Regions from separate parts of the Mus musculus genome. Here all the other regions are linked to region 1. A link is a contact called in public HiChIP or PLAC-seq and promoter capture Hi-C data. All regions are on one chromosome and are shown on one strand. Each heading gives the region's core, a stretch centred on a gene start, on an enhancer-like site or on the middle of the called end of the contact. The rest is flanking DNA. Distances are from core to core; before and after follow the strand shown. Region 1 holds the start of Rabep2 (rabaptin, RAB GTPase binding effector protein 2). Region 2 holds the start of Il4ra (interleukin 4 receptor, alpha). Region 3 holds the start of Kif22 (kinesin family member 22). Region 4 holds the start of Cd2bp2 (CD2 cytoplasmic tail binding protein 2). Region 5 holds the start of Itgal (integrin alpha L). Region 6 holds the start of Nsmce1 (NSE1 homolog, SMC5-SMC6 complex component). Region 7 holds the start of E430018J23Rik (RIKEN cDNA E430018J23 gene).

What was found. Promoter capture Hi-C pulls out the DNA fragments that hold promoters and counts their contacts. HiChIP or PLAC-seq counts read pairs in DNA pulled down with a chosen protein or histone mark. Capture Hi-C pulls out chosen DNA fragments and counts their contacts.
Region 2: a contact with region 1 is called in a FOXA1 HiChIP or PLAC-seq map of pancreatic cancer cells. The contact joins the promoter of Il4ra here to the promoter of Rabep2 in region 1. A contact is called at or near these places in 2 of 39 promoter capture datasets (cranial neural crest and frontonasal cranial neural crest) and 1 of 115 datasets of contacts at active chromatin or transcription factors (pancreatic cancer cells).
Region 3: a contact with region 1 is called in a promoter capture Hi-C map of liver, with 2.2 times the contacts expected there. The contact joins the promoter of Kif22 here to the promoter of Rabep2 in region 1. A contact is called at or near these places in 5 of 39 promoter capture datasets (the HPC-7 cell line, hippocampal neurons, liver and 1 more).
Region 4: a promoter capture Hi-C map of pancreatic islet shows a contact between it and region 1, with 3 times the contacts expected there. The contact joins the promoter of Cd2bp2 here to the promoter of Rabep2 in region 1. A contact is called at or near these places in 5 of 39 promoter capture datasets (the C10 cell line, cranial neural crest, hippocampal neurons and 2 more), 1 of 115 datasets of contacts at active chromatin or transcription factors (bone marrow-derived macrophages) and 2 of 9 other capture datasets (adipose tissue and pancreatic islet).
Region 5: a contact with region 1 is called in a promoter capture Hi-C map of liver, with 2.4 times the contacts expected there. The contact joins the promoter of Itgal here to the promoter of Rabep2 in region 1. A contact is called at or near these places in 5 of 39 promoter capture datasets (cranial neural crest, hippocampal neurons, liver and 1 more).
Region 6: a promoter capture Hi-C map of cranial neural crest shows a contact between it and region 1. The contact joins the promoter of Nsmce1 here to the promoter of Rabep2 in region 1. A contact is called at or near these places in 3 of 39 promoter capture datasets (the C10 cell line, cranial neural crest and maxillary cranial neural crest).
Region 7: a contact with region 1 is called in a promoter capture Hi-C map of neutrophils, with 4 times the contacts expected there. The contact joins the promoter of E430018J23Rik here to the promoter of Rabep2 in region 1. A contact is called at or near these places in 2 of 39 promoter capture datasets (neutrophils and pre-B cells) and 1 of 9 other capture datasets (liver).

The regions. Positions count from the first base shown.
Region 1 is chr7:126,427,376-126,430,075 of GRCm38.p6, reverse strand. Rabep2 (rabaptin, RAB GTPase binding effector protein 2) reads right to left here and starts at 1,309. Exons shown (of 13, transcript NM_030566.2): 1 at 920-1,309; 2 at 291-500. The coding sequence starts at 944.
Region 2 is chr7:125,550,915-125,553,614 of GRCm38.p6, reverse strand. Il4ra (interleukin 4 receptor, alpha) reads right to left here and starts at 1,344. Exons shown (of 11, transcript NM_001008700.4): 1 at 1,287-1,344.
Region 3 is chr7:127,040,986-127,043,685 of GRCm38.p6, reverse strand. Kif22 (kinesin family member 22) reads left to right here and starts at 1,266. Exons shown (of 14, transcript NM_145588.1): 1 at 1,266-1,342. The coding sequence starts at 1,285.
Region 4 is chr7:127,194,763-127,197,462 of GRCm38.p6, reverse strand. Cd2bp2 (CD2 cytoplasmic tail binding protein 2) reads left to right here and starts at 1,386. Exons shown (of 7, transcript NM_027353.4): 1 at 1,386-1,534; 2 at 2,002-2,102; 3 at 2,305-2,440; 4 at 2,562-2,700. The coding sequence starts at 2,025. Tbc1d10b (TBC1 domain family, member 10b) reads left to right here. Exons shown (of 9, transcript NM_144522.5): 9 at 1-4.
Region 5 is chr7:127,294,994-127,297,693 of GRCm38.p6, reverse strand. Itgal (integrin alpha L) reads right to left here and starts at 1,434. Exons shown (of 31, transcript NM_001253872.1): 1 at 1,171-1,434; 2 at 1-76. The coding sequence starts at 1,225.
Region 6 is chr7:125,490,099-125,492,798 of GRCm38.p6, reverse strand. It overlaps Nsmce1 (NSE1 homolog, SMC5-SMC6 complex component), which reads left to right and starts at 1,356. Exons shown (of 8, transcript NM_026330.4): 1 at 1,356-1,386.
Region 7 is chr7:127,392,198-127,394,897 of GRCm38.p6, reverse strand. E430018J23Rik (RIKEN cDNA E430018J23 gene) reads left to right here and starts at 1,277. Exons shown (of 3, transcript NM_198011.2): 1 at 1,277-1,645; 2 at 1,784-1,897; 3 at 2,383-2,700. The coding sequence starts at 1,462. It also overlaps a transcript of Zfp764 not described here.

The sequences.
Region 1 (2,700 bases), core at 60-2,559:
TCTGGCTCGTATTCTGGGCTGATCTTATGTCAGCAAGAACAAGAAATGATACCCATGGGTATCATGGGTAAAGATGATTGCTACACTTAGCTGTGACTGACAAGAGTTGCTGACAACACTTGTGGTGTTTCTCTGCAAAATAGAAAGGGGCACTCAGGTTCTGGGACACAGTCTTTTCTCTGTTGAGCTACCTGAAGCTCATCTGAAGCCCTCCTCGCCCTGCATTCCCTGCTAGAGGGGCGCAGGCAGACAGGCTGTCGGGTGGGTTGTGTTGGGAGCGGGTGCCTCACCTTTCAGGATGGCCTGCAGGGAGGCCACCTCCTCTTGGCACTGTCTCTGCACTGCAGCCACTGCCTCCGCCTTGGTGCTCTCGCTCACCTCAGCTACAGCCTTCATGGTTTCCATTTCTGCCAGGGCACCGGCCAGTTCGGCACGAAGCCGACTGAGCTCACTTGACTCGGATGCATCCTTTTGCTTCTCTTGGGGCTGGGGATCCAGCGCTGTGGGGAGCGGGGAGTGGGGGGGACAGTGACCAAGATTTATTCCCACGGCTTGCCGATCTCCTAACACCTCAGGCCACCCAGCAGTCCAGTAACCCAGTCCTACTCTCCATCTACAAGGACCTCATCCCATTCCCCTGGTCCTGCCCCTCCCGGAGTCCCAACTAACTTGGCTCGACCGTCCAATCCCTTCCAGTGGCCCCGCCTCGCCCCCTTACCTGCCCCACCCACAGACACACCCACCGTGTAGGCCACGCCCACCCCGGTGGGCGCTGTGCCCCGCCCCCTTCCCGAGCCTCCGCGCTGGCCGGCTGCCGCCAGCAGTCGCATTCGGCTCCGCCCCCAGCCCCCTGCTCCCCACGTGCGCAGCGGCGCAACTCCCGCACCGATTCCTGGCCGCCGGTGCCCCCGATTCTCACCTAGGGTTGCTGGCGCAGCTGCCATCGTCTCAGCCCAAACGGCGGATTCCCGCACTCACTGGTGATGGCACTCCCGCTTCCGGGTCCGCTCGGCTGTTTCCGGATCCGCTCGGCTGTTTCCGGATCGGCTCTGCAGGGGCCGCGGGGGGTGGGAGGGCGGGATGGTCAAGAGACGCCGACTGCACTCGAGTGGACGCGCGGCCTGGATCCCGCCTTTCTTGCAGCCTCGTGGGACCGCCCCCGCGCTCCCGCGCTCCCTGGAAGCTCCGAGGGCTTCGGGTCTGCGGTAGTCTTCTCTGGTGCTGAGGATCTGCTGAGGCTCCACTCGAGGCCACCTCCTGGAACGCCTGGTCTTAGTCCTAGAGGACGCTGCGCGCGGCCTCCTCCTTCCCTCCGCCCGGCCGCCCTTCCGCCGTAACCCGACTCGCGTTACTGCGAAGTGTGCCCGGCCCGCCCAGCATCTCCGCCCCGCGGGCCAGGGCTGGGTTGGCGTTCTGAAGCTTGGCGCAGTCAGTGGCAGAGGTGCGAAATCTACGTGTCTCCAATCCCATTTTCATATGGCTTCCTGCAAATCTCTTTCTCCACTCCCAGGGCTGTAAATCTTTCAGCCTGGGTCTGGGTCAATCTCTCATTATGTATGACCTCTCGCTTTGGAGAGTCACAGCAATTCAAACAAGTACAGAGCCTGGGTCCCCCTGCCTCCAAACCGGTTTTCTATAAAAGACTTTGAACCTGGAAGTCCTTGATTCTTTGTGGTCTCCTTGGAATGCACACCAGTGTACTTATACCAGGATGCCTTCCTCATTTCTCCAGCACTAACACCCAATCGTAGTACCCATCACGCCTGAACTAGCAAGATAACCCTTATCTCCTCCTCCTATGTGCCTACTGGTGGGCTTTTAGTGTTAGAGGGAGCCCACTACAGATTATCCCCAGACAGCCTGTGGTGGTTTGAAAATGCTTGGCCCAGGGAGTGGCACTATTTGGAGGTGTGGTTTTGTTGGAGTGGGTATGGCCTTCTTGGAGAAAGTATGTCACTGTGGGTGTGGGTTTTAAGACTCCCTCCCGACCCCCACCCCCGGCTGCCTGGGAGCCAGTCTTCTGTCTTCAGAACAAAATGTTGAACTCTCAGCTCCTTCTGCATAATGTCTGCTTGGATGCTGATATGATCCTGCCTTGAAAAATCTCATGAAAGAGATTTATTGGAGGGTCCTGGGTGTGAAGAACAAATCCAGGGGTGGCTGCCCTCTGTTCCCAGGAGCAGACAGCACGGAATTAAATAGAGGGCAGAGCTTAGATAGGATTTCTTAGGGGTGGAGCTTTTCAGGGCAGAGAGTTCCAGATTAAGGATTGGTGGGATTTCAAGTCCTGACTTTGGGGAGCTCAGGGATTGGTGGGGTTTTGCGGGAAGCCCAGAGATTGGTGGGTTTCCCTGCTTAAGGATTGTTGACTCCCCCCCCCCCCCCCCCCGCCTTCCTTTTTTCCTGCATCTAGGCTATGGGTTAAGGTAGGAAGTCCTTCCTGGCCACAGCCGGCTTTTACTGAGGCACCACCTCTGTAGGGCCGCTGGCGAGGCTGGAGAGCTCCTGCTGTAGTAATTCACCAAGAGTGTAGGCCGAGGCAGGAAAGGCGTTACCACCGTGGACAGCTCCTGCTGAGGTGGGGGCGGGGGTAAGGAAATGCATCCGAGTGGACAGCTCCTGTGATGGCTGCAGGCTGAGAAGGCCTCCTCCCTGCCACCATTTTGACAGGAGCTGGCATTTTTGATAGCTTCTGCGAGG
Region 2 (2,700 bases), core at 95-2,594, 880 kb after region 1:
CCCAGCTAGGTCCCAGCCCCAGCCCCCAAAGGCAGAAAAGTAGGGTGTGGCGTGGGTGAATGCAAGCATTCTCTTCTTTCATCCCCGATTGTGGCAGTCATTGTGCCTGCCTCAGGGACAGTCTCCCTGGCCACCTGGCCCTCCCCAGTCTGGGATGGCACTGTATTAAGACCCCAGCACAGCCCAAATACTGCAAACCCTCAGATGGTCACAACCTTGCCCAATTACCAGTGTGTGATCATTTGGGCGACTCACTTGGGTTTCCCCATCCTTACCCTGAAGATCCAGGAGCAGGGCCAGGACTACGAATCCTTCCTACGACTTCCCTGAGCCTCAAAGCAAGGAATTCAGGGGCTCCTGCAGCGCTGTCTCCCTTTCCACATATCTAGCCCCTCTTATGTCAGCGAGGTGGCACACGGAGCCGTCCCACCTTCTAGTTTTTGCCCATGCTGTACCCACAGTTCAGCATGCCTTCTCTTGTCTCTGATTCTCGACCTGCCAAAGTGTTCTCCCACACCCCAAACTGACTCAGGAGCTGTACTGCCCAAGGAAGAGGTGCCCTGCTTGCCCAATACACTCCCTGTCTTGTGTGTCTATCCCTCAGTCAGAGAGCACAGCCTAAAACAGCAAGCAGAGCACAGACGAGCTGGGGAACACACACACAGTGGTCACCTCCCCTCTCTGCCTCAATGTCCCCTTAAGCGGTCATGACTTCCCTGGCTGATTCCTAGAGGCCTTACCAGGACTGTGGAATCCCATTACTCTCTTCTGGCCAAACATATTCTCAAGTCTCAGTTTCCCCATAAGACTTTAGGATGGGACAAATGTCCCAGCAAATGCCCCCAGACTCTCAAAAGACCACCTGTAGAAGGAAGGCCACATTGAGCCTCACACCTCCCAAAGGGCTGGAGAAGGGCAGGACCCAGGAGTGCTGGCTTGGGGGCAGACGGAATCACAGACTAGCTGGCTTATACAACGTCCAGTTTGCCACAATAGTCAGGTTTCTGGGTTACTGAACCGGAACCTGGGAGGAGCCTGGTAGTCCGGGCTTCTACACAAAGATCCCTAGGACGTCTTTGTGGGGACCGGACCGCCGAGGCTCCCTGAGTTCTAGCGCGTGAGTTGTCTACTTGCTTGACCCGCGCCCGAAGGCAGCCGACCCTGGCTGAGCGAGGAGCCCAGCAGCCCCATGCCCACCCCAGGTTCCGCGGGCTCTGGTTTCAGGCCAGATCGGTTCTGTAGCCACCACTGCCCGGTCCCCAGGCTTCCCCACCGCCCGTTCCTACCTGCGAGTTCAGGCTCCACGCGCCGCGCGGGGCTTTCCTGCGAGAAGGACCTCGCCCCGCTTCCTACGCCGCCTGGTGTCCCTTATTTACATGCGACGCCCCACCCCGTGCACGGTCATTTACATGCCCCGCCCCTCACCCAGCTCATTTTCACCCGCAGTCCTCCGGACTTTGCCTGATCGCTGGCTTATTTGCATGCCCCACCCCACGCGTCCGCAGCTGTCCAGAGCTCCAGCTTTTAAGTCCCACGACTGCGGGACTCGAATCTTTGCCCTTTCCCTACAGACCAGCTTGGCTTGTGTTTGCGGCTGTTGCTCATTTTCCCAATGTTTACTCAGCGTCTGTGCCAGAAAGCAAAACAACTCATCAATTAAGAGCGAGTGTCTCCTGCTAGGTTCAGGCAGGAACCTTGCTGCTACTACCAAGAGGGAGTCATGCGCAACTATCCCTTTTCAGATGAAGAAGCTGAGGCATGGATCTGTTAGGAAACTTGCTTAAGGGTTGATGAGATGGCCCGCAAGCCTGAGAGTGCAAGATCTATCCCTAGAAACCACGCAAAAGTGAAAAGAAAGAACTGACATCACGAAGTTGTTCTCTCGCCCACAGCAGCGCAACTGTGACCAGCCTTGCCTTTGCTAGCTAAGCCATCCCATGGGCTTGCCATCCTGTTTTGAGCATTATGGATTGGGTTGGCTTAGTTTTTTGCTTCTTGTGACAGGATCTTGCTATACAGCTTTGGCTGTCATATTGTAGCACAGTCTGAACTTGAAGTCACAGTAATCCTGTCTCAGCCTCCCAAGTAGGATTGCAGATACAAGCCACCACATCTTGCTGTCTTCTGAGTCTGCAAGCCATCTTTTGATCCCTCCTGGCTGGCCACTTGTCTTCATGTGACTGGATTGTATGACCCTTGCCCAGGGGAGAGGGGACTATGTGAGATACATCGATATGTGACAGAAACAGGCTGGCCTGTGATGGTGCTTGGGACCAGCCCTGCTTGGCTCAGGTGCTCAGAGAAGCTCAGCAGAACTAGGCCGAGAAAGCAGCTGGGCTGGAGCCTGCGTGCCTGGTTGTGAAATCAGAATCTAGACAGTGCTGACAGACCGGAAAGCAGCAGGAAGGCCAGCACACATGTGGTCAGGGAAGGCATTTGAAAATGTTCAGGGGCACAATGATGGGAATTCTTAGCACTCCTCTTTCAAAAAACCTTTCTATGTATCTAAGTTGATGTCAGGACAGAGCCAAGGATACTGGCCAAGAAGACAGACAATAGCAGGAAGCTTATATTCCCTCCACAGTCCCAGACTTCCTAAGTGACCACTCTGTTTGGCCCAAGAGTGGGCTGGGAGCCCCAGATAATCCAGGCTCTTCTTCCAGTTTAAGGGCTTCCCGAGCTTGCCTCCTTCCAAGCTTG
Region 3 (2,700 bases), core at 17-2,516, 610 kb before region 1:
CATTTTGGAAGCAGAAGCAGGCAGATTTCTGAGTTCAAGGTCAGCCTGGTCTACAGAGTGAGTTTCAGGACAGCCAGGGCTATACAGAGGAAATCCTGTCTCGAAGAAGAAAAAGAAAGGAAAAAAAAAAAAAAAGAATTTAGAAGTAATAACCAAAATGTCAAACAGTCCAGTTTCCATTTCCATGGTAATGAAGTTAACCTTAAGTCACTAGACTGTGACCAATCAGTTCTTGATTGTGTGAAATGCCGTCTCATTCTAGACCTGTAAATTGTGCTAGTCAATATCTTTGAATTTAGCTGGGTGTAGTGACACACAACTTTGATTCCTGTCTTTAGTCCCAGCACCAGGAAGGCAAAGACAGACAGGTCTCTGTGAGTTTGAGTCCAGTTTAGTCTACACCATTCTGGGACAGCCAGGGCTACCTAAAGATAATCTGTCTCACTGTGGTCCTTCATGGTTAGATGGCAAAGTGTTGCAGCTTCCAGGGCAGAAGAGCGCAGGTCTTTGTTAGTTTAAACCCAGCCTGGTCTACATAGTGAGTTACAATGTTGCTAGTTAGAGACCCAAAGACCACCAAAGTCTGGTTTGACAATCTGTATTAAGTCGCTAGAAAATTCCTGGAAAGAAACTCCTCACAAAGCAGTCTCAACTGCATTTTACAGAAGCTTTTAAAGGTAAAGAGCACACAAAAACTACATCCTGTTTGGCAGTTGCAGGGCAAAGGAAAGCAAGCAGTTTAACAGAAGCCAAACGCATGCAATTAGCTGGGGGCATTTTGTCCCAAGATTCTAAAACAGGGCTGGGAACTTTCCCACAGTAAGAAAAAAAAAAGGGGTGGTGGTGGGGGAGTCAAGTTCAAAGAGGAACTTTTTGCCTTCTCACACCAGGACAGCCAGGGCTACAAAGAGATTCTGTCCGCTCCAAAAGGCAAAAATTGTATTCAGAGCTGGGAACTTTGAATATAGAATCAATCAAGTGCTTTCAGAAGAAAAGCTGAGAAGGAAAAGTCGGGCGAAAGTCTGCATTTAGCCAATTCCAACCTGGCAATTCAAAAGCCTGAAAGTGCAGGGACCTCAGTTACTGACCATTTAGTGACAGACTCCAGGGCCCTATCCCTGGGAATATTTTGCTTTCGAGACCGGAAGTGAGCCCGAGACGGCGGAATTACGGTAAATTAGAACCGAAACTTCCGGCGGCACGTAGCTGCGATTGGTCGAATCTGAGAGGGAGGCGGGGCCCCGGTAATTCAAAAGAGAGAAGCGGGCCGAAGAAGGGAAGGCTATGAGCTTAAGGGCTAAGACGTGTCCGCAGCGACGGGAGATGGCGTCGGCCACCTCAGGTACGCGGGCCGGGAGGAGGGAGCACCACTGCGTGAGACTTACAGAGTAGCAGTGGTCCCGGAAAATCCAGCCGGCGCGGGGCGGAAGGGCGAGGGGACGCTGGCTGGCGGGCGTGGAGGTGGGCGCCACCGCACCCTGTCCTCTATTCGCTGCCTTCGGCGGTGTAGAGGGGGTTGAGACCCTGCCGAGGCTCCAGCTCCTGTCTAGAGCCTGAGCGCTAATGTGTGCGCTTCAATTTGTGTCATCTGTAAAGCCGGGCAGCCACCCGTCTGTAAAGACTGAGCAGCGAAGAGCCTCTTTATCTGTCTGTCTGTCTGTCTGTCTGTTCAGAGATCCCACTCCGACTGAAGGCTGTGTGAGATCACACGGCAAAGGAAAATCCTTTCCCTCCAGCCTTGGAACCGGATGCTGTTTTCCTGGTGAAAAGGCTGGCTGCCAGGAGATTCCAAATCTTTCCTAAGACGATTTGCGTATGCGTGTCTTTCCTCTTTCTATAGGCCGAAATCTGGCCTGTTTGTTTGGCTTTGGGGGAGGCAGACCTTTAGGAGAACGCCTCAGCCAGGCAGTGCTGCAAGCATTTTGTGATGAACCGTTTAATGTTGTACAGAGCTCTGAGGTCATGACTGTTAATGCCCTGTCTTTAACAAAAAGCTTTAATTTTATCAATGTGTGCCACCTATGTGTGGATCTCCGCAGAAGCCAGAAGTGTTGGACCCTCTAAAGCTGGAGTTACTGGCAGCTGTGAGCCACCAGATGTGGACCCTGGGAACCAAACTCAGAACCTCTAGAAAACTAATAGGCACTCAATTTCTAAGGCTCACCAGCCCCCTGTACTTGTGTTTTGACAAGAGGAAGCAGGCATAAATGGGGTAGATAGCTTCTTCAAGATAGCACAACTAGTAAATATTGGGAATCTAAATTCACACTCAGGTAGTTACACTGTAATGCCTCTGCCCTTGACAGTTATGTCCGAATACAGACTCTGAGACCCAGGGTGCTTGGTATGTAGTAAACGTTAAAGTGCTGAAAGACTGTTAGCCCTTTCCAAGAAATTACAATCATTTTCAAATAGTCCCATAAACAAATGTAGTATGAGGAAATACATTGGTAGAAAAGCATAAACTTGTAGTGTAGAATCTGAAACAAACCTTTGGGTATTTTGAGAAATCTTTATTAAGAAATGGTAATTGGAAGCTGAGTGGTGGCGCACACCTTTAATCCCAGAACTCAAGAGGCAGAGGCAGGTGGATCTCAGTTCAAGGCCAGCCTGGTCTACAGAGTGGGTTCCAGGACAGCCAGGGCTACACAGAGAAACCCTGTCTGGAAAAACCAAAATAAGAGAAGGGAAGAGAGAGAA
Region 4 (2,700 bases), core at 137-2,636, 770 kb before region 1:
CAAACATAGTGGTCCAGCTCCTTCCTCCTCAGCTTTGCCTGGATTCTGCTGCTCCCACTCTCACTGGCCTCCTGGGATCCTCTGCACAGCTTGCAGGACTGGGATCGCCTTTCCAATGGCTTCAGCCCCCTGGAAGCTGAAGGAGGGGCCTGAGAGTGTGTGCAAAACCACCATCTTTAGATTGGGCTGGGTTCTTGGTCAGCAGCTTGGTGCAGTTCCCTGGGCGTCTAGGGTAGACTAACTGCCTGGGGTTCATCCCAGCAGGTACACACAACCAAACTGCGCAGCTCTTGTTTTCTGTGGCTAGATCTTTGCCACACACCCTCTACTCCGGGTCAGGATGATAAAGGTGTGGGCTTCTGTGGCCGTAAAGCTCCACTTGGCACTTCTCAGCAGAAAGGGGATCAGGGTGTGTGGTCTCCAGGTAGAGAAAACCCCCTCCGGATGAACCAGCAGTGCTGAGAGCTGCTTTCTTCAGGGTCCTGTCTGTAGCAAGATGCCCTCCTGGTCTAGAACTTGTGTTCTGTACCCACAGAAGTGAAGTTTCATGATTCACAATGGGAGAAAACCCTGGAGGAGAAAGGCGTGGTCCATCTGGCTGCCCTCTTCCAACTCTAGTAGGATCACCGGAGCTATTTAGCCGAGGGTGGGGACGGGGGTGGAGGCGTTGAGGTTTGAGTTGTTCCCCAGAGCTCCAGATCTAAACCTCACTATTGGGGAAGATCTCACCTGGCCCCAGCTTTGCAGGAGCTGGATCCCAGCCCTTTGGCAGTTTGCTAAGGGATGAGGTAGGCTTCGTGTAACTGATGGGCTTCTGCCTGGTTACAGGCCACGGACGGAAGCCAGTGGCACCTCCTGTGATGGTTGTCCCGCTACAGAAACTAGGAATTAAGTGGGAGAATAGACATGGTGCAAATGACTCCTGGGTTCTAAAAGGGCTTGGTTTGGAAGGTGCCCGAGCGCTTATAATCAGAAGCAGGACTCAGAGAGAAGAGCAAGACTTTCTTTAAAAATAGACGGTCTCATGTTGTATCCCAGACTGTCGTCAATCTCGCGACAATCAATCCTGTTTCAATTTCCCGAGTGTTGGGACTGCGTTAAGATCGGAAGCCCGGGTGTCTACTGAAGGCCACTAGGCGTACAGAACCCTATCCATACATGCAAACGGAAGCCCGAAGCCTCTGTTCGGCCTGTGCCTCTCCATCCAGGCCTTGGGAACCTCTTAGCACACCACGTCCTTATCCTCACTGTAGCCTCCATCGTAGAGGAATAATAAAACATTTCCCGCCATCCTCAAGTCCCGTGAGGCAAGGACGTAGTTCACGCGAGTCTTTGCAGGTCTTGCGTCACTTCCTGCCGCGAGTCGGCCTTGGCTAATGGTATGCATCCGCCCTTTTTGAATAGAAGTGAAGCCACTTCCGGGTCCTATGCCGGTCTCCACGGTTTTTTTCCGGGTGATGAAGGCGGGTGCCCCGGATGTAATACCGGCGAAAGCATCTTTCCTTTTCTTCCCCGCCTGACCCTGGGTTCCTAGGTGAGCACCGGCGGGTAAGATTGTTTGAATCCCCGCGGGTTTGCTTCGCCTTTAGTTTGTACGCCAAGGACATGGCCGAGCAGGTCGCTACGTGGTATTCGGGGATCTAGGCAGCTCCAGCTCTTGGGTCCGACCGGCCTCTGTGAGCACTCGGGTGGGAGAGGTGGTTGAGTTCGGTAGCTCCGGACTGGTAGGGGAGTGGTGACGTAGGGGAACCTGACTCCCCATCCCCGGGTGGGAATACCCGCAGGGTCCACGCGGGGGCGGAGATCCTTCCCATCGCCTCTCCTCCGGGCCTCAGAATTGCCCAACCAACCCCGGACGTCGTGCCTGCTAGTTCTCTCAGATGCTTTAGCGATCTGTCCTCGCTCACATTTACCAGGAAAAATGTTGGTGGCCCCTGCACTCCCCCGCGGTCCTCTCTCCTTACCTCACTTCCTCACTACATATCTTTTTCCGAGGTCCAGCTGGAGGAAATCCACAGCCAATCATGCCAAAGAGGAAAGTGACTTTTCAGGGTGTTGGAGATGAGGATGGTGAAGATGAAATCAGTGTGCCCAAAAAGAAGGTGAGATGGCCAGATTTCGAATTTCCGTGGAGGACTGAGAGGAAAGAAGAAGGAGAAATCTGATGGGAGGAAAGCCGGGAAGCCAAGGAAGTGTTAGTTTTCCCCGGCGCACTGGGTTTGGAAAGATTTGTGTACAGATCCTGGAGTATCTGGGGAACTACCCAGTTGGCTGCATTTCTCATTTGCTTCGGCCTCCTCACAGCTGGTGGACCCTGTGGCTGCAGCAGGTGGTCCTGGGAGCCGCTTCAAAGGCAAGCACTCTTTAGACAGTGATGAAGAGGATGATGATGAGGAAGGGTCCAGCAAATATGATATCCTGGCCTCAGAGGATGTAGAAGGTGAGCTATGTCCGAAGCGTTAACTGAGTTGGGGGGACAAGCCTTCAGGATGGAGGTGGGAGGTGTGCCTGCTTCCCTTTTGCGTGTCTAGCATGCCCCACCCCCAATGTCTTCGGTGCAGGTCAGGAAGCAGCTACTCTCCCTAGTGAGGGCGGTGTGAGGATCACACCCTTCAACCTGCAGGAAGAGATGGAGGAAGGCCACTTTGATGCTGATGGCAACTACTTCCTGAACCAGGATGCGCAGATCCGAGACAGCTG
Region 5 (2,700 bases), core at 185-2,684, 870 kb before region 1:
TACCCAAAATGTCTTCCAGCTTGTGCCAAGAAGCTCTGCGTAGGCCGTGTGTCCAGGTTGTAGCTCCAGGCCTTGGCTGCGGGGAGCAAAGCAGTCAGCTGCTCCCTATCTGGACCCCCCCCCCCACACACACACACCCCACACACACACAGACCACACACACACCCCCACACACACACACCCCACACACACAGACCCCCCCCACACACACAGACACACAGACACAGACTAGTGCTGCCTCTGAGGCCTGTTCCTCCAAACCCACTCATGCTCTGAGGCTGCCTACACCCAAGCACAGACTGGTGGCGCCAGGACTTTCCCTCTGAGGCCTGGACTAGAGACTAGGAGACTACACAGTCTGTCTCCCAGGGTAACTCCTCCCAGACCCAGAGGACTCAACTTCCCCTTGGACCTATTGGGAAAGAAGGAAGGGTAAGAAGGCGGAGGCCCATGAGAAAGAAGCCAGGGAGGGGGCCTCCAGGCATAGAATGACCAAGTTCCCAGGCAGGGACTGGGAAGAGTCTGCCCTGAGGCCCCATGGCTGCCACACTGACTGCGCTTCTCTGGGCACCTTGCATCCCAGCACCTGAGAAGTGACCAGCCTCATGGAGTCACCATACCCAGAACCCAGCAGGTGACTTAAGTTTCCCAACTCTACCCACCAGACATAGGTATCTCCCGACCTTTTAAAATCCAACACCGCCCCTCCCCCATCTTAGGCAGCTAGAGTGCCCTCTGCAGCCTCTAAACTGTCCTTTTCTGGTCCAACTTTCCTTACAGAAAGACTTATAGCACCTTGTGTCCTGGATATCAGAGATGAGGGTACCCTCTTCACCTCCCTTCAGGTGCCCAAAACTCCCAAGCAGACATAATACAAAGGAGGTGGAGTAGAAACCTAACCCAGCCTTCTCCCATCCTGAGTCCTTCCAACCATCTACCTAAACACGTGAAGGCTCACTCCACCTCCCACCCGCTCTTCCTTCCACGCCCTTCGATATCATGCTTCAAGTTTGTGTAGGTTCCCTCTTCTCTCTCCGGGATTCCTGGGTCCCACATCACCTATACCGTCCATCCCCTGGAGTGGCTCCTCATCTTCTTTGGCTCTACAGAGCCTTCTGGTTTCCCCTGTCACAGACAACGTCCCTTTCCCCTCCCTCCTGGATTTCCTACCAAACAGCTGGAGTCCCAGTAGCAAAAGTCTGGGGCCCGCAATCCGGAAACTCATCTGCGCTTAGGAGGGACCTGTGGGTCCGGACTCGATCTCAGAGAGCTCTTGAGATTTGCTGGCAACCTAGACCCGGGAGGAAGAGGGAAATGGTGGCTTCTCTTGCATGGGGCCCCTTCCAGTGGAACTTTCTCAGGGCTGCCAGGCTGATGACACTGGGTGGGGGTGGAAGGAGGGGGTGCGCTCCTGTCCGGGTTGTGAAACCTCTCTGTTCAGAGAGGAAGTATAAGCAGGTTAGATACATTTCCTGTGCCTACTTGCATTTTCACATCATCCAAGAGCAGACAGCAAGGCGGTTAAATTACTGCCACTTCAGCTAGGCAACCTCCGCTCTCACACCAGGCCCCGGAAGATTCTTCAAAGCCTGATAGAAGGGAGTAGGGAGTAGACTCGGGGGAGGGAGGGGTAAGGGGGGGGGAGGGGAGAAGTGCTGTAATTATATTATCTAAAACAACAAACAAACAAACAAACAAGCCAGATAGAGGGTTGCTCAGGAAGCATCCCTAAACCGTCCCTGCTTGAACCACACAGGAAGATTGTGGGTGACAAAAGGATGCATGCAGAAAAGAGAGCCTGGAGCAAGCCACAGAGCTGCAGGCTTCAGAGCTAATTTCTTTTTTCTTTTCTTTTCTTTTCTTTTCTTTTCTTTTCTTTTCTTTTCTTTTCTTCTCTTCTCTTCTCTTCTCTTCTCTTCTCTTCTCTTCTCTTCTCTTTTCTTCCTCTCCTCTCCTCTCCTCTCCTCTCCTCTCCCTCTCCTCTCCTCTCCTCTCCTCTCCTCTCCTCTCCTCTCCTCTCCTCTCCTTTTCCCTTCCTTCCCTTCTCCTTCTCCTCCTCCTCCTCCTCCTTTTCTTTTTTTCACATTTTTTTTTCCCAAGACAGGGTTTCTCTGCGTAGCCCTGGCCACCCTGGAACTTACTCTGTAGACCAGGCTAGTCTTGAACTCAGAGATCTGAGATCTGCTTACCTCTGGGATTACTGGTATGCATGCACTACTACCATTTGGTTAATTTTGTTTCTTTTTTTTTTTTTTTTTTAAAGATTTATTTATTTATTATATGTAAGTACACTGTAGCTGTCTTCAGACACTCCAGAAGAGGGAGTCAGATCTTGTTACAGATGGTTGTGAGCCACCATGTGGTTGCTGGGATTTGAACTCTGGACCTTCGGAAGAACAGTTGGGTGCTCTTACCCACTGAGCCATCTCACCAGCCCCTAATTTTGTTTCTTAAAAAAAAAAAAAAAGAAAAAGAAGCCAGGCGTGGTGGCGCACACCTTTAATCCCAGCACTCAGGAGGCAGAGGCAGGCGGATTTCTGAGTTCGAGGCCAGCCTGGTCAACAAAGTGAGTTCCAGGACAGCCAGGGCTATACAGAGAAACCTGTCTCAAAAAAACAAAAAACAAAAAACAAAAAAAAAAAAGAAAAAGAACTCAGGACACAAAGACAACTCGATAACAACTTTAAAAAGACAACTTTT
Region 6 (2,700 bases), core at 107-2,606, 940 kb after region 1:
GAAGCTGTCCAAGACTCCAGGGGTGGTGAGAGGCCATGTATGTTTTCAGAGATTGGACTGTGCACTTCGTACGGTTGTATAATTAGTCACTTTTCCTGGGCGAGGCTGCATTTCCAGCTCTGAGACGTGCATCTGGAATTCTCGGAAAGGAAAAGCCTTGAGCAGGCAGAAGTGATTTCTTTGAAGTTACCCTTGTGGCAATTTCATCAGGCCTCACAATTCTTAGATGAGAGTGGCTAAGGCAGTACCACACCACACTTCTCGGCGGCCGTCCTAGTTTTCCCTGCACATTAGTAAAAAGTTTCTGCCCCAGGTAGTAAATGTCTCCGCTGACGTAATAAGCCAGATCATGCTGAATTAAAAATATAAAAGCAGGTTTACCGGGAGCAACTCTCGGGCAGTTTCAACGGTCTCAGAGAACGAGGCCAAAGAAGTCGCCATGAGACCCGGAGAAAAAGAGCCTAGCAAAAGAGAAACAGAAGGCAGAGCGACAGAGAAGAGAGTCCTAGGATGGCTGGGGTGGAGGCCTTTTCTCCACAACACGCACCTGGGTGAAGACTTAAGCAGCCGCTAGGTCCCTGAGAGCAGGCCAGAGGGGTCACCTGCATAGGAACAATTAGTTCTTTTAAATCTCTTATTCAGGACTGGTGTGTGTGTGTGATCGTCTCTTATGCTTTTTCCTCTGTGTGTGTGTGTGATCGTCTCTTATGCTTTTTCCTCTGTGTGTGTGTGCTGCATAGGAACAATTAGTTCTTTTAAATCTCGTATTCAGGACTGGTGTGTGTGTGTGTGTGAGATCGTCTCTTATGCTTTTTCCTCTGTGTGTGTGTGCCAGAGGTCTACGCAAGATGTGGTTCCTCGGAAGGCCTCCACTTTGTTTTTTGATACAAGGTCTCTCTTTGCCTGGGCAGCAAGCACTTTACAGATTACGCTCGCGGACCCCAGAACCGGCTGTTTTAACTCCACTTAGTAGCTCCATGAAAGGTCACCGCTCAACCAGTAGCGGCAGAGCCAAGTTTCTAGCTCAGGCCACAGGAAAACAAAAGCCATTCTTCGTCTCCAGTCTAAAGCCTGCAGTAGTTTTACTACGACACAGGCCGTGGGCCGTGGATCGTCCCGCCGTGGGTTCTCCTCCAGCGAGCGAGAGGCGGGGGCGGCGGAAGCCGTTCCGGGAAGTACGAAAACCGCGCGGGAAACCGCGTAGCTCAGAAGGCGGCTCACAGGTGCCAAGGCGCCATAGCAACAGAGCGGGCGGGGAAAACGGAAGTACTCCGCTGGTGAGCGGGAGAATGCGCGTAGCCCACCAGTAGGAGCTCCAGTCTGGCGATCTCTCCGCCCTGGAGGCGGGCTCCGATATGGCTTCCGGCGTGATCTCGCTGGTTTGCGGTACGTATGAAGGCTTTGGGGTGCTGCGGGGACCAGAGCGGGCATCTGTGGGCAACGGGATCGACCATGGGGTCGGCGCGGGCTTTGGCGCTGACGAGATATTGAAGCCCGCAAAAGGCAGGGGTTGGAACAGCTCTATAACAACATAAGTTGTTTATTTGTTAATTTAAATTTTAAAAAATTGTCTTTTCGAGACATGCTCTCACCATGTAGCCTAGGCTGACCTGGAACTCCTGTAGCTCCTGACTCCCGATCGCCTGATGGGTCAGGCGGAGAAAGTGTGCCTTGTCACTGACACTGTTTGGTGACAGCCACTTGTACCCTTCTGTTCAAAACGACCACACCCTCCCCTTGCGTGCCCCGCCTCCCCACTCCCCCCCCCCCTTTTTGTTTTGTTTGTGGAGCCAGCATTTGAAAGCCTGAGGCTAAATGTGTTCAGAATCATCCGTTTGTCCGATTTTGGAAAAGTATAGGATTCCTGTGCTCTGTGTTTTGTTGCATTTCGTACTGATAACCATAAATAACACCTCTAACCCAGACCAAGACTGGAGAAGTCTAGAGAAGGAACCTAGATCATGGTTTGTTCTGTCTGTCTGCCTATCATCTACCTACCTATCTAAGCAATCTATCTAATCATCTGTGGTTATGTTTTCTAGACAGGTTTTCTCTTTATTGCCGTGGTTGTCCTGGAATTCACTCTGTAAATTAGGTTGGCCTTGAACTCAGATCTGCCTGCCTCTATCTCCCATGTGATGAGATTAAAGGTGTACACCACCACTGCCCAGCAACCACGGTTGGGACTGGCAGTGCCTTAAAAGAAACTGCTTTTGCAGTACTGTCCGTCACTATCGCCATCACTTGTGTACCTTTGTAGCCCCAGCTCCCTCCTGGGGAACACTGTTCCTCATGAGGTTCTGGTGCGTTTCAAACCAGGCTGTGCCATCAGCGGATTAACACTGCCTAGCACAGGCCACCCATGCTGTACCCAAGCATTGCTTATTCTGTAAACGCCTTGGTTTTAAAGTCCTTTGAGTGGGCTGCACCTATCTATGGTTAATCCTCTCTGCAGAGTCCCTCATTGCAGATAGTTGCCATCCTAGCCACAAACAAGCATGGCTCCTGTGATCGGTTCCACACCCATTTTCTGACCCCTTTCCCCACATCACACCATTTGAACTTTTTCTGTACCACTCTTCTCTAATTAATATTTAAGTTGTCTTTAAGTATTTTTGTTTTGTAACATACTTATGAAGATAAAATGAACACCTCAGGTGTAGCACCACCAGATTAAGAAACGTATTATTCCATACCCCC
Region 7 (2,700 bases), core at 28-2,527, 960 kb before region 1:
ATTCCTTTCATAGGTAGGTATTTTATATTAAAATAGCAATGAACCAGACTGAAAACCTGGATGTATATGACCGTGAGTAGGGCCTCATTCCTCTCTTGGATATTTCATGGGAATCTCACAATCTTCCCAGAAACTTTAATTCCTTCCTGGAAGTGAAGGGGAAAAAAAATCCAGATGGGCAGATGTAGAGTTTTAGAAGATTAGGTCGTGAATGTTCCGAGTGTCCTGGCTGATCAAAGACCAGCTCTATGATCTCAGACATGTGTCAAGGACAGTATTTCTCAACTACTTTGAGATGTGTAGACCAAGCTGGTGGAAACAACCTCTGAGACTGCTATACTTTCTAGCTTATTAATATTCTTCCTGCCACAGGCTTTCTGGGGCTCCACAATACACTGACCAGAAGAAAAACACCAAACACCTGTTAATTCCTGAGTCCAGCCATTGCTGGACCTCCATCTTGCTGACAGGGTTCAGGATCCCAGGCTGGAACTAACAACTATCCTGTGACTTTAGGTGTTTCATGTTTGTTATCCAGTAAAGGCTGTAAAGAGGGATGTTGCTGTTATTTGCTGTCTAAACTAAGGCACACAAGTCATAAATGTGCAGATTGCCCACTCCATTGTTCCCTTATCATTCTAAATTCCAGACCAGTCCAGGATGCGACCTGGCTGCAAAAGCTAAATCAAGGAACCTGAAACAAAGTGACGCTGATGAGGTCCAGTCACCAAAGTTAACTTCCTTGCTTAACCCATTGTGTGAAAGACTGACTAACGCAACAGTGCACCCAAGTCCCCCTTGCTTTGTGTTTTCATCCTATGAAAACGTTATATAAGCTCTGTTCCGGGATGCTGTTCAGCTCCCAAATTGGCCACTACATACGCGTGCACAGAAATAAAGCTTTCATTTTTAAACTTCTATCTCTGAAATGAGTTTTCTCAGATTCTACCCCAACCCAAAATTCACAGACTGCTTCCACCTAGCTTAACTTGAGAGTGGTGTGAACACACAGAATCTGTACCATTCCTCAACTGCACGATACTCGCGGTCCTGGAGTCCCCGCCCACATAGGCACGTCCACTTCAGTCTTGGTCTTAGATTGGCACTTGTAGACACTTTGGCCATTTTGGATGAGGGCTAGAAAACAATGACCCAGGAAATCCGGTGACGTAACCTTGGGCGGGACCCCAGGGATCAAGGTTCTTGTTACTCCCCGCCCCGCCCCGCCCCGCCCCGCCCCCACACGTTTATGCACAAATACTGCTACCATTTCTATGAGTTCATCACCACGTCTTGCATCTGTACCTGCTTCTAGGAATCTTCAATTTTCACCTACATTAGGGTGCTCACGGACCTGATATATGTCCTTTCTCAGCCCTGGTACCCCACCGCGGCAACCTAGGATCTGGCAGGCGATCCAGGGGACGCCAGGCAGATCACGGAACAGTGCGGGGAGTCCCCATGGCGCCGCGGATGGCCCCGGAAAGGGCCTCCGCTTGGCCTGCATTCCTTAAGCCTGGGACTGTGAGCTTCGCGGACGTGGCCGTGTACTTCTCCCCGGAGGAGTGGAGGTGTCTGCGGCCGGCGCAGAGAACCCTGTACCGAGAGGTGATGCGCGAGACCTATGGTCTCCTGGCCTCTCTGGGTGAGAACCTTCCTGGCCGCCTGGGTTCGCGTAGCCCTTGACACTGTGGGTCATGCGGTGGATCGGAGTTCCCTGGGTACGGGTGGTCGTAACAAGTGGGTCGACCTGACTCGTGGGGTTTGCTATCTTTCCCTCCAGAAGTCGGGGGCGACAAACCAGCGCTCATCTGCTGGGTGGAGGAAGAGTCCGAAGTGTGGGGACCCGGTGCCCAGGAGCCAGAGGTGGCCATGTGCAGGACAGAAGTCCACTCAGGTGAAGGACTGGGTACTTGCCTGGGGAAACTTCTGTGTTGCCAGCCTGTGTGGTGTCTTCTAGTGACTGCACTTACTGCCTGGCAGTTTCTTCCCTGTTTTTCTGTTTCTTGGCCAAAGCCATGATGGCTGGCCCCTGGATTCATCTGAAAAGGGTTCTGTCCAGTGCTCTCACCTCATATCTACAGGGTCACTAGGCTGTATAGGTTGTAGCCCCTCGTTCCCACTCCTCTGCTGCCATCTCTGTGACTGCGTTCTGGAGTCTCCTTCAGTTCTTGCTGTCCACCTCTGACAAGTGCTTAGCTCACTGCACTTGGGAATGGGGACCACACAGACACCTTTCTTTATGCTGCATCTGGACATCTGTGCACCACGCATGCTCAGATGCTGTGGCCTCTCCCCTCCTGTGCCCTGTTTCCATGTGGGGCTGTGGGAATCGAGGGGCAGTAGAGTCAGAGTCTGAGCTTTGTCATGGTCTCCCAGCAGATTGCAGGCACGAGAAGGAAGGGAAGAGACCAAGGGAAGAGACCAAGGCAACCAAGAAGATACTTTCTCCAGAAGCTGGGCCTATGGAGCCACGCCCCTCCTTTGCTTCCCCTTCTTGCAACTTGGAGCTGCTTTTCAAGAACTCTCAGCAGGGGCACCCCACTGTTGCGGTGCACAACCCTATCCTAAAAGCAGACCAGCGTCATGGGTGCCATGTGTGTGGGAAGAGTTTTGCCCACCAGTCCAAACTGGTGGAGCACCTGTACACTCACACAGGTGAAAAGCCATTTCAGTGCCCAGACTGCGACAAGTATTTCG